Regions from separate parts of the Mus musculus genome. Here region 2 is linked to region 1. A link is a contact called in public HiChIP or PLAC-seq data. All regions are on one chromosome and are shown on one strand. The core of a region is the stretch at or near the end of the contact, and the rest is flanking DNA. Distances in the headings are between cores, read along the strand shown.

Region 1 (5,725 bases), core at 2,588-5,087:
TTCAAGCCTGGCCTAAGCACAGACCCTCAGGTCCCTCCCAGCCGCCTCTCCTTCCTTCCCCCATCCCTCCCGGCATGCTCTTCCCTGTCTTCCCAGCCACCGGAGCATTCTCACTGCAGCTTGGGTTCCTGCTGAGCTACCATCAAGGTCCTTCACCTTGCAACACATGGACCTTTGCAGCTCTGCCTAGCAGACATGGCTACTCATGGGCATTTCAGAGAGATGAGATAACTCCTCACACAAGGACATAGCCATGTCCCAAGTCCCAGCCATGAGCCAGGCTGTGGGTCTTACCTGAGGGATGTCATCATCGTCGTCATCATCACTCTCATCATCCGCAATGGGAGGTGGGTGGGGGTCTGGGCCTGAGGTAATGAAATTCTCATAGCTGAGCTCTACTTTATAGTGGCAGGAGGTGTCACTGTCATATTCTGTAACAAAACACAATCCATTCTTTCCTCTCTTCTTTCACAAGGCTAGGGATAGAGTCTTGTTCATTCTAGGCATGGCTTCTACCACTGAGATATGTCCCCAGCCTCTGTATGTCTGTCTATGTATATATCTATGCATTTATATATCTATGTGTGTGTGTGTGTGTGTGTGTATGTATGTATGTACCCACCTATCTGTCTATCTATGCATCTATGGTCTGTGTATCTACCTATCTATGCATCTATGGTCTGTGTATCTACCTATCGAGGCATCTATGGTCTGTGTATCTACCTATCTATGCATCTATGGTCTGTATATCTACCTATCTAGGCATCTATGACCTGTGTATCTACCTATCTATGCATCTATGGTCTGTGTATCTACCTATCTAGGCATCTATGGTCTGTGTATCTACCTATCTATGCATCTATGGTCTGTGTATCTACCTATCTAGGCATCTATGACCTGTGTATCTACCTATCTATGCTTCTATGGTCTGTGTATATATCTATCTATGTATCTAGCCATGTTTCTATGTATCTCTTGGCCTATATATCTAAATGTTGAGATGGGGCTGGCCTTGAGTTTATTATCTTCCTGCTTCAGCCACCCTAATACCTGGGATTATAGGCCTAAATCACCCGAGGTTTATTATAAGTTTTTTACATGATCAGGAAACATTGTAGCACATAGCTTTCTACCCATGTCTGTAATTCTACCATTTTATTATTACTTGATGAGCTCAGTTTAAAGAGATTTTTAATAAGAAGTGACTTAAACAAATGAGTAACACAGTCAAGTGAAGTGATTTCACATAAATGTCTGGGCTCTTCGCTTCCTGTACTATACCTCCCACACCTACAGGGTCAGCACCGTGGAGTGGGCACACTTCCAGTTTTACCTGCCTCCTCTCCCAAGTCTTTCTATTGAGACTGTCTCCCTGCATTGAGGACTTGTCCCAACAGCACTAGCAGCAGGGGGTGGGGTGAGGCAATGAAGAGGCTTACGCTGCTGGGCTGTGGCCACTGCTGCAATCCGGCATGGCGGCCCATGAGTGCCTGGGTCTGATGCAATACTGGTGCCAGCATCGTTGTCACTGTCAGATGCCATGGCGAATGGCAAGGCCTCAAAGTTAGCGCTGATCTCTTCTGCCAGGTCAGTGCACAGGTCGGCAGCATTTCGGTGGGCCTGTCCTTCAGCATACGCAAATGGGCGGGAGCCAAAATTGGCTCGAGTTTTTGTGTTCTAGAAAGAGCAAATAAAGGATTTATCTAGATTTTCTTTCTTTCTGTTGGATTTACAAACAATAAAGTACACTTCAGTGGGCAGGCAGGAGAAGCAAGCCCAGAGTAGGCTTGTGTGAGCTGTGCCTGGAGCGCTGTGTTGTGTGGCTGTCTGCCCCTCCGGCCCTCCCTTCACATGTGCTCGGGTTCCTTGCCACTCACTGTATCTGATATCTTACCCTCTCCTGGTCGACAGACAGGGTTTTGCTATGTAGCCCAGGCTAGCCTCAGACTCTTAATAACCATCCTCTTTTATTTATTTAATGTGTGCGAAAATTTTGCCCATATGTATGCTGTACATCGCATGTGTGGCTGGTGCCTAGAGAATGCCAGAAAAGAATGTGGAATCCCTTGGGACTAGTGTTAGCTAGAGGAACATCTCTCCAGCTCCATCAGTCTTGACTTGGCTCTCAAGAACTGACTTACAAGGCTGCAGCACCGCACGGGCCAGTGGCTGTGCTCTACCCAACAGCACTGCATGCTGCTCCTCTCTCTGCGCCTGGGACACTCTTCCCACTCTTCCCACTGAGACAATGGAGAGCTCCAGGCTTAGCTTACACACCAGGACTGCAGAGGGCAGGGATATGCTTGGCACTTAGAGACTAGATCCTCACTCTAAGGATTTATTACTTTGTGATTACACCCACATGTTCTTGTGATTATCTGACTAATGTCTAGTTGCTCCAATTGATTACAGCGTGACAGAGACAGACAGCATCAATGCCTTGTACTCTGCCTAAGTTCAACATGTTGCTCACACACAGATGCTGGGTAAACATCTGTTGAGTGAATGAAAGCATGGGACATGGAGAGAAATGCCTTCTCCTGAGACAGGAAGCCCAGAGAAGCAGCTTTCTCTGCTTTGAACCTGTGTCCTGCTGCTGACTCCTGCTGAGTTCATGAGGATGGGCATCTGGCTATGGACTGTGGAGTGCATGAAGATGAGGGGCTGCAGCATGTCACCAGTAACAATGCCGGACAGAGCAGCAGGCTTCCCTAGGTGCTCCTTCAAAGTCAACAGCAGCCTGTGTGTATGTGTGTGTGTGTGTGTGTGTGTGTGTGAGAGAGAGAGAGAGAGAGAGAGAGAGAGAGAGAGACAGATGTTGGGAGCCGCCCCCACATTCGCCGTCACAAGATGGCGCTGACATCCTGTGTTCTAAGTGGTAAACAAATAATCTGCGCATGTGCCAAGGGTATTTTTCCACTACATGTACTCTGCCTTTCCCGTGACGTCAACTCGGCCATGGGCTGCAGCCAATCAGGGAGTGATGCGTCCTAGGCGAAGGATAATTCTCCTTAAAGGGGACGGGGTTTCCGCCATTCTCTCTCTTGCTCTGCGCTCTGGCGCTCTGACGCTCTGGCTCCTAAAGATGTAAGCGGGGGGGGGGGGGGGGGGCTTTCGTTTTTGGGGCTTGGGGCTTGCGCTCCTGGCTCCTGAAGATGTAAGCAATAAAGTTTTGCCACAGAAGATTCTGGTTTGTTGTGTTCTTCCTGGCCGGTCGTGAGAACGCGTTTAAGAGACAGAGACAGACAGACAGACAGACAGACAGACAGACTGTGTGTATATGTTTGTATATATGTATGTATGTATGTATGTATGTATGTATGTTTGTATGTGAGCATATGAGTGTAGGTGTGTGTGTGACTGCGTGTGTGACTGTGTTTGTGTTGGGTGCTGGGGAAGAGGAGTGCTGAACTTGTGAGTCTTCCCCAGAGAACCCTCTGAGGATCTGCCATTCTCTGTGACTACAAGCTATTTTCAGACATTTCAGCAGTGCTCCCTTCCTCGTTAAGGAAGGATGGCTCAGGGGAGCTGAGCGCAAGTCCACACCAAGCTCTGGACACAGCTCAGAAGATGCAAGCCTGCAGGGTCCACCAGGAAGGAAGCACACTCACCCTGGCTGCCTGTGCCCGTCACTGTGCAGGAATAGTTATACCAAAGCCCTTTCTTTCCCTTTCTGGTCAGGATTTATTTCTGAAAACAATTTGTTCTTCTCTCCTATCAATGTGACTTGCCTTTTTCTGAATGTGAACCACAGGCCACATGCCACCAGAGACATCTTCTAGGTATGGTGTGAGGCGCTGCCCGCAGTATGTGAAGTACACCCGACCTTTGGCTGGCTGCCCTGGAGGAGGTGGAGTCCCCTCGGTCCTCTCCCAGCCGATTCCTGCCACATCGCCTACAGCAGAAAGCAGGATACAGTTTACTATTTCCCAGTTTACTATCAGGTGACCTTCTAATATGCAATTATGCGATGAGAGCCAAAAGCAGCCCCATCTGTCCCCTGAGTTACAAGATAGAGGCTCTAAGGGAATGGCTTCAGAATATGAGAGCTGTGGTATAAAACTCAGACGACAAGGGCAAGTGTTTACTTTTTACTCAATGACAGATGACCCATTTCCAATTGCTAAGTTTATTTAACTTTAAACCATTTAGGTCCAAGGCTGGCACCCACAGAAGCATGCAGGGTAAGAAGGCCCCACCGCACTGACCAGGAGAGAGTGTGACATCTAAGCGGACGCTCTTCCACTGCAGTAGACTGGAGCCATTGTAGTGTACAGCTCGGCCATTGCTGAAAGGAGAACAAGAAAGTCAAGGCTGAGACTCGTGGAGGGAAGGAGGGAGAGAAGGCAGGGGCCAGCAAGGAAGGAACCCCCGCAGTCAAGAGCAATGCTTTCCCAAACATTCCAACTAGCAAGGTCCACACTTGGCTTGAGGCTACTCTGCTGTTGCTTGAGGATAACAGCTCAACAGACACCAGTCTGCAGAGCAGCAGCATGGTATGTGAATTCAGAACGGAATGGAAAGAAGAAAGACGCACTCCTGCTGCAGGGCTACAAGGAAGGAACCATGGGGAGGAACACAAGCACCAGAGAGAAAAATATCACTTTCTCTCCACATTTCCTCAGTCACACAGCCCCACTTTGGTTCCCTGAATACCCATAACACCTATGGGAAGTCACTCTCCCTGGAATCCTGATCCATGAAAGGGTATCACTATGCAGCCCTGGCTAGCCTGGAACTTACTAACAGACCAGGTGGCCCTCAAACTCACAACGATTGGCCACCTCCTGAATGCTGGGATAAAGGCGAGCCCACCCATGCTGGGCAGCACTTTTCCTTACTTGTGGAAGAGGCAAGTGCCCACTGGATTGGTCCATGCCCCATCTCGCTTCTCAGCTTCTGTAGCGAAGCCAAATGAGACGATTGGTCCAGTGTCATCATCAGTGTCTCCATAGGAAACAATCTCAATTTCCCAGTAGAAAGATGGGGCCTGAAGAGACGGCAGCAGAGGGTGATGTCAGAGGGAACTGGTGGCCAGGCCTAGCACCTGCCGCGTCTTTCCGGTCAGAGGTGTGAGAAAAGGCAGGTCGACAGGAACCTTCTCACCTGAACAGGCAAGGGCGAGGTGGCATAGATGAATGTGCCCCGGGGAAGACCTCCTCCAGCGCTGGGGTCAGCCAGGAAGGTCACAGAGGTGAGGTGAGATGAGAACATGCAGGCACGAACTGGAGGGAACACTCGAGAAGGGCTCCAGGTGATCTCTTTGGGCTGCAATTGGGGACAAAAGGGAGGATTCCACTCAACAAAGCAGATAAATCTCATTAGTCTCTCAGAGAAGAAAATAATTTCTATCTGATATGATCAAAATTTGGGTTCTCTTTTCTCTTTTGCATTTTTGTTATAATGCTGGGAATGGACTCCAAAGTCTTACACCTGCTACTCATGGGGTCTCATTCAATGACACCCTCCCTGTGCATCACCATCATACATTATGCAAGTCTGTCTTCTGGCTCAGGGGCGAGAGCACTGGGAGCTTTCTGGTCTCAGACACTGCATGCACATGGCAGGAGAGACACCAGACACAAAAAGTAAAAATAAATCTTAAGAGAAGCTTTATGTTTTTGGTTTTGGTTTTTCGAGACAGGGTTTCTCTGTGTAGCTCTGGCTATCCTGGAACTCACTCTGCAGACTAGGCTGGCCTCGAATTCACAGAGATCATCCTGCC
Region 2 (6,564 bases), core at 539-3,038, 120 kb before region 1:
ACGAGATGGGGAGGAAAGATTTTAATACTTACTGGGTGGATAGCAGTCTGGATACCACACACACAAGTCAAAAAGAAGGACCTACATAGCCGTGTCACACTGCGGCAGAATGACCAGTGGTGCATCATACTTGCACAGTCTGTGCTAGATGTCAAGGTCAGTACGGCCAGTCAAATGCAGGGCACCTAGCTGTCTATTAGAGGGGTGGTCATAAGGCAGCAGCTGTAATAAGCTGTGCTTTTTATAGAAGGGCTGCTCCTAGGGATGATGGAGGAGGAAGTTTATTGTAGCTAAAAAAGGAAGACCACAGTCCGGAGTGAACATGACCATGAGCCATGTGGAGAGAGGGGGAAGGGAGGAGAGAGGGGAGGAGAGTCCCAGTTAAGAGGGGCAGCCTGGGCCAAGACACTGACCAAGAGACTGCCATAGCTTAAATGGCTGGATTATTATAGGGAAAGGCGGCTGGAGGAAGGGCAGCCCAGCCCTTGGACTGGAGAAGTTTAGGGTAGGGAGCAGGGCATGCCTGTCATACCCTGAGGGATTCTGGGAGAACCTCATGGCCAGGTCCACTTTGATGTTAGTCACCACAGCCGTTTGTCTCACCTAGGGTTTGAGATTTAACAGTAATAAAAAAAAGAGGGAAAAAAAAAGCACAACATGGTCTAGCTTTTTCATGATTCTACAGGTGTGTGTGTGTGTGTGTGTGCACGCGAATGTAGATTTGTATACATGGATAGGCCACTGACCAACCTATCTTCATTCATCATTCGCTCTTTTTCCTTCCCCCCGCCCCCCCAATTTGGGCATCCTCCTTGCCTCCCCAGTACTGGCAAGTAGTCCACACCCAGCCTGTTTTGTGTCTGTCTTTCGAAGACCCTTGTTGACTTTGAATAGCCTAGAACTCACTCTGTAGACCAGGCTGGCCTTGAACTCAGGTTCGCCACCCTTGGCCTTTGGAGTGGTGTGATTAAAGTTGTGCTTTCCCCCTTGGGTGCTAAGGACGGAACTTAGATGTGGAAGGTACTAGTTCCAGGAACACAGTATATGGATGAGGTTTGGCTTCCAACTCAGAGACCAGCCTGCCAGTTTTCCCAGCTAGCACTGGGATTGAATGTCCTGTGCTGGCTCACACAGCCTGCTGGCCACGATCCCTCTGTCGTCTCCAATAAGGAATTCCTTCGAGCCTTTATCCCTGTGCTGAAGACAATCAGAACGTACCATAAGCTAGTCCTTGAAAACGGGACAGCCCAGCCTGGTCTTGTCACCCCCCTGCCTCGTGCTGAAATTAGGCCTGTGCCACCCACCAACACTTGACCAAAAAGCACGAAGGCGAATAGGCCTTTTCCCCAACCTCCTGCGACATGGGAGGCCACATTGCCTAAGTGTCCCCGCGGGCCTGACCAGAGCTGCAACCGGGGGTCTACAAGGGCAGGACAGCGACTACCAGTGACAAACAGCTGACTAACCGAGGGAGGCGGCGGGTCTCTTGAGACCGCAGGACCGCCCAGCGCAGGGAAGGAAGGGACGCCGCCACGTCTTCTTCCGAGGCGAGAGAGAGGGCAACGAGGGGAAGGGTCGAAGCGGCGCCTCCCGCGAGAACGCAGCGGAACACGGCCTAGCCGAGTGTCGCCAAGTGCGCGTGCGCGTGCGCGTGCGCGTGCGCGGCAGGCCCGTCCCGTCCCGCGACCCCGCCCGCTCGCCGCTCCGCCTACGACGCATGCGCAGCCGCTCCCTCTCTCTGCCCCGCCCCTCCGCGGCCCCTCCCTTCCACCCCGGAGGCGGCCGGAGCATCTCGCTCTGGCGGTGGCCGCTTGCGTTCATGCGCGCCGCCGGCAGGACGGCCCTCCCCGTGACGTGACCGCCCACTCGGAGCGCTCCGCCTGTAGCTTGCCTGTCTCTCCCGCTCCCACCATCCGGCGTGATGGCCGCCGCCGCCGGGGTGTCTGGCGCTGCTTCTCTCTCCCCACTGCTGTCCGTGCTCCTGGGCCTGCTGCTCCTCTTTGCTCCGCACGGCGGCAGCGGCCTACACACGAAGGGTGCCCTTCCCTTGGACACAGTCACTTTCTACAAGGTAATGAGGGCGGCGGGCGACGGGGATCGTGCGCAGGTGCAGATAGACGCCCGTGGCAGCGCGAGCCCACGGGGACGTTGGGCCCGGAGGGGTGGCAGCAGCAGGCAGTCCTTGGGGACCATCCCTACACGCCCCACCATCCTATAGGCCCAGTGTCGACAGAGCAGGGGCGCACCCTGACCACCCGGCATCCTTGCAACCCCGGTACTCGCTACATCTGTTTTTTTACAAAAAGCTACCAAAGCGCAGTCAAAGGGAACCAAGTGTCCCTTTTCCTTTATCAACTGGGGAAAAAGACAATGATAGGAAAGATCCAATCCACGAGTCACAAGTGGAAGACCGGAGGGCGGGGCGAGGTCTACGCTCCTAGGCTCTCGGATGGGGTGGAGATGGCCGAGAGAACTGGGTTAGCATGCCAGTCTGCTCCTCGGAGGATGGATTGTAGCGTTCTTGGCCATGTGCAAACCGGGTTCAGACCGCACACGGCCCCCCTACAAAGTGCAAGGGTTAAAAAGATTGCAGGGCTCCCACCTGTAGAGAGCATCTTGGGGGAGTGGAGTACGAAATGAACAAAACCCGGTCAAGGCATGTAAGAAACTACACTACCCTCAGCAATTTTATTTATTTTAAAACAAAAATTGGTTTCGAAGACTGAGCAAATGGACGGTGGAAATGTTGCAGGCTGAGTGCAGTGGCCTCTGGACTCAGTTCTTCGTGCATGTCTCTAGTTACCAGAATCTTCTTAGTTCCTCTATTGGGCTTAGCGCGGAGAGACTTGGTCATTTTCTTATTGTGTCAGAATGAGGAACTGAGAACGCAGAAGGGGACTCTAAAGGCGCCTGTGTTGAGGGGTTGGACAGGGCTGTTTTGGAAAGGGTTGCTGTTAGGAACCCCCCCCCCCACACACGTGTAACCCATTCAAGTTTGTATTTTTTTTTAATTAAAAAAAATTAAGCATCTTATTAGTCATCCATCCAACCTATATAGCAACCTAGTAATACCACAGTCCAAGTGTGAATAAAAAGGACATTTTGCACCATGGGTTTAGTCAGTTGCTGCTTCTCCATCTTTTTTTTTTAAAGATTTATTTATTATATGTAAGTACACTGTAGCTGTCTTCAGACACTTCAGAAGAGGGCATCAGATTTTGTTACGGATGGTTGTGAGCCACTGTTTGGTTGCTGGGATTTGAACTCAGGACCTTCAGAAGAGCAGTTGGCACTCTTAACCACTGAGCCTTCTCACCAGCTCCCTGCTTCTCCATCTTTAAGGATCTGCCCTGAGGGTGTCATCTCCCTCCCCCCCTTAACCCCACAGGCCACCAGGCAGCACCATGAGATTCTACTTAATATAGTAGCAAGCAAGGAACGACCCTTATTCCATCTCATTTCCTAGTCATTTGCCCCCTTTTCCAATCGTCTCCAGGCAACACAAGCCTTCTCTCTGACTGCCCCTAGCTCACAGCTGTTAGTCCATCCGCAGTGGCCGTTCCTTGTGACTGGAACATTCTTTGCCATCTTTGGAATAGGTTACTTCTCGTGGCTCTGTCTTAGGTTAAATGTTAACTTCTCTTGTCCCCTCGCTTTCTCAGTTGCCCAGATTGACCTGTTGGTACCCGTGAGGGCACTCCTTGCCGTTTTCAGCTTCTCATTCATATTTCATAGACGATGACATGTTTATGAAGTACCTGATATGATTTTTATTTTTTTGTTTTTGTTTTTGTTTTTTTTTTTAAACAGGGCTTTTCTTTGTAACTTTGGCTGTCCTGGAACTAGCTCTGTAGAGCAGACGGGCCTCGAACTCAGAGAGATCTGCCTGCCTCTGCCACTCTCCCTAGTGCTGGGTTTGAAGGCGTGTGCCACCAATGCCCTGAAGTACCTGATGTATTTTTCTGACTCTCTACACAGCATACCAGATGAGTTGCGTTCCCATGAGTGAACAGGTGTCTTAACAGGTATAGGGGGGGTCCTAACAGCAACCCTTTCCAAAACAGCCCTGTCCAACCCCTCAACACAGGCGCCTTTAGAGTCCCCTTCTGTGTTCTCAGTTCCTCATTCTGACTGTTCTCTTAAAAGACAAAGGGCGCCTCCTGGTGTTTTGTCCAGGAATCTTGTTACATGCCTCGCCTTTCAGTGATCTCCAACTTAAAAAAGAAAACTATTTCCTCATGGCTCTTTCCGACCATCACTAGAAGGCTCCATCAGAGAGGCCCAGTGTTGGTCACTGCTGTGTCCATTTAGAATGGTGTCTGGGGCATGATGCGCTCTTAGCAGATTCTTTTTTCAGTGAATACAGAATTTCAGCCAGTCATAGTGTCACACTGGGGAGGGAGAGACAGAAAGGTCAAAAGTTCAAGGCCAATCTAGGAAACTTAATGACCTTGTCTTAAAGCCATTGAAGGGCCCGTGAGATGGCTCAGCAAGCTTCCACCAAGCCTGGTGGCCAGAGTTCAATCCTCTGGACCTACGTGGTCAGGGGAAAGAACAGACTCCCACAAATTATCCTCTGACCTCAATCATCCCATGGCACCCACACACGTAAACACATGTACAGAACACCACTACTACCTTCCATTAGCCATAATCTCCTTTCTACTTCAGTGTTCAACCATCCTGTGGTTACAGATGTATGCCCCTGGGTAGGGATTCTGTGCTGGGCTTTTGATGCACCACCCTGCTTCAACCCGCCCTGACTCGAAACCCATCAGTGTCAGCTCTCTAAGAAGCCTAGAGTTGTGTTCATTCCAGACATGGGGGCTTGAGAAATGCACTAGAACACAGTCCTTATTCTTAGAAATACACATCTTAGTGGAAAGCACAGGAAATGACAGTACGGTTTCCGATCGAGATGGGAGGAGAGCGTTAAGAGAACGAAGCGATAGGTGACTAGCATAGTCCTGTCCACTAGAAGGGAACTGAACTGAATCTTGAGTGATAGAGGAAGCCGAGAAGAGAACCCAGGAAGGAGCCTCCAGGCAGAAGCGAGGCCAACTGGGCCTCAGGGATGTGCTCTGCTTTACATTTTCAGTCTCGCCTGCTGCTGGGCCCTTAGAGCTCTGGACTTTTTGGTGTCAGAGACCTGTTCCCATGGCTTCTGTCTTTCATGTCCCCAGGCAGTGTTGTTATCCTTAAAAATGAAAAACCAAGGTAATGTCAAAAATAAGGGTTTTTTTTGTTTGTTTGTTTTTTGGTTATTCTAGACAGGGTTTCTCTGTGTAGCCCAGGCTGTCCTGGAACTCATTCTGTAGACCAGGCTGGCCTCGAACTCAGAAATCCACCTGCCTCTGCCTCCTGAGTCCTGGGATTAAAGGCGTGCGCCACCATGCCTGGTGTAAGTTCTTTTTATCTTCAGTGTTTGTGACAAAAATGACAAGTTGGGACCACTGCATTACAGGCATGAAGGGTTGGAGGTGGCCGCTGGAGAGAGGGTTCAGTGGTTAACAGCAAACACTGTTCTTGCAGAGGATGTGAGTTCAGCTCCTGGTACCCATGTCAGGCGGTTCATAGCTGCCTGTAACTCTAGCTCCAGGGGGATCAAGCACCCCCTGCTGGCCTCCTCTGGTACCTGTACTCATGCACACAGCCACACATGCACATAGAATTAAAAGGAATTGTTTTAAAGTTGAAGATGAGAAGGCAAAACTGCTGTCCAAAACCAGCTGGAATCGAATCTGTGTGCTCAAGCAAAACACATGTGTGAACATTCAGGGCAGTGCTATCTACAATAGTAAGGGGAAGAAACAACTCAAGCGGCTATTACTTGATAGTGTGGTTTACTTGGAGGGAAAAATATCCAGCATGCTAAGCAAGGTGTGCTGACACACACATGAGCACTTGGGAAGCGAGACAGAAGGACCAGTGTAAGCTAGCCTCAACTACATAGACCCTGACTCCAAAAGAAGGGGGGGGGGAGGCTTGAAGTACTGTCACGTGTTATAACGTGAACAAGTTTTTAAAACATGGTAGCAAAGAAATGAGACACAGAAGGCTGTGGTTCTGAGTAGACAAAGGAGAGATGGGGTAGAAGGACGGTAAGGAAGGAACGTTCAGTGGGTATAGGTATCCATCAGGGTTAGTTCTTGGGAGCTGACCTATGTCCTGCCCCACGTGCTGGCTGGGACTATAGACAAGCACCATTATACTTGGCTAAACTGAAGTCATTCAGATTGTGAAATATGTCATAAAAAATTCTGGCCTCGGGCTCAATGGATCAGCGGTTAAAAGCACCAGCTACTCTTCCAGAGGTCCTGAGTTCGAGTCTCTCATAGTGGATTACAGCCATCTGTAATGACTTTAGATGTCCTCTTCTGGTGTGCAGGTTTACATGTAGATAGAGCACTCATAAACATAAATCTTTTTTAAAAGAATTCTGGCCTGGACAATTTAAGACAGAAGTAGCAAAAAGGTATTGTGGTCTTAGGAACATTGACAGAAGTCTGACCTCCACAGCCTGAGTGGTCTGGACGCCTTAATGTGGCTGTTTGCTTTTAGCAG

The links. HiChIP or PLAC-seq counts read pairs in DNA pulled down with a chosen protein or histone mark.
Region 2: an H3K4me3 HiChIP or PLAC-seq map of bone marrow-derived macrophages shows a contact between it and region 1, with 2.4 times the contacts expected there. The contact joins the promoter of Erp29 here to the enhancer-like site in region 1. A contact is called at or near these places in 5 of 39 promoter capture datasets (the 3T3-L1 cell line, the HPC-7 cell line, fetal liver and 1 more), 3 of 115 datasets of contacts at active chromatin or transcription factors (the SCID.adh cell line, bone marrow-derived macrophages and embryonic forebrain) and 3 of 9 other capture datasets (adipose tissue, liver and pancreatic islet).

What each region holds. Positions count from the first base shown.
Region 1 is chr5:121,327,628-121,333,352 of GRCm38.p6, reverse strand. It overlaps Hectd4 (HECT domain E3 ubiquitin protein ligase 4), which reads right to left. Exons shown (of 76, transcript NM_181421.4): 46 at 5,107-5,268; 47 at 4,842-4,990; 48 at 4,209-4,288; 49 at 3,732-3,895; 50 at 1,440-1,677; 51 at 295-431. Among named protein-coding and RNA genes, the nearest start is that of Gm24671, 26 kb to the left of the region's middle. Within about 2 kb of position 3,837, at least 84 of the 459 cell types and tissues checked have an H3K27ac peak or open chromatin away from gene starts, as enhancers often do. A contact at or near this core is called in bone marrow-derived macrophages and pancreatic islet, where this site is marked.
Region 2 is chr5:121,447,698-121,454,261 of GRCm38.p6, reverse strand. Erp29 (endoplasmic reticulum protein 29) reads left to right here and starts at 1,788. Exons shown (of 3, transcript NM_026129.2): 1 at 1,788-2,071. The coding sequence starts at 1,922. It also overlaps a transcript of Tmem116 not described here.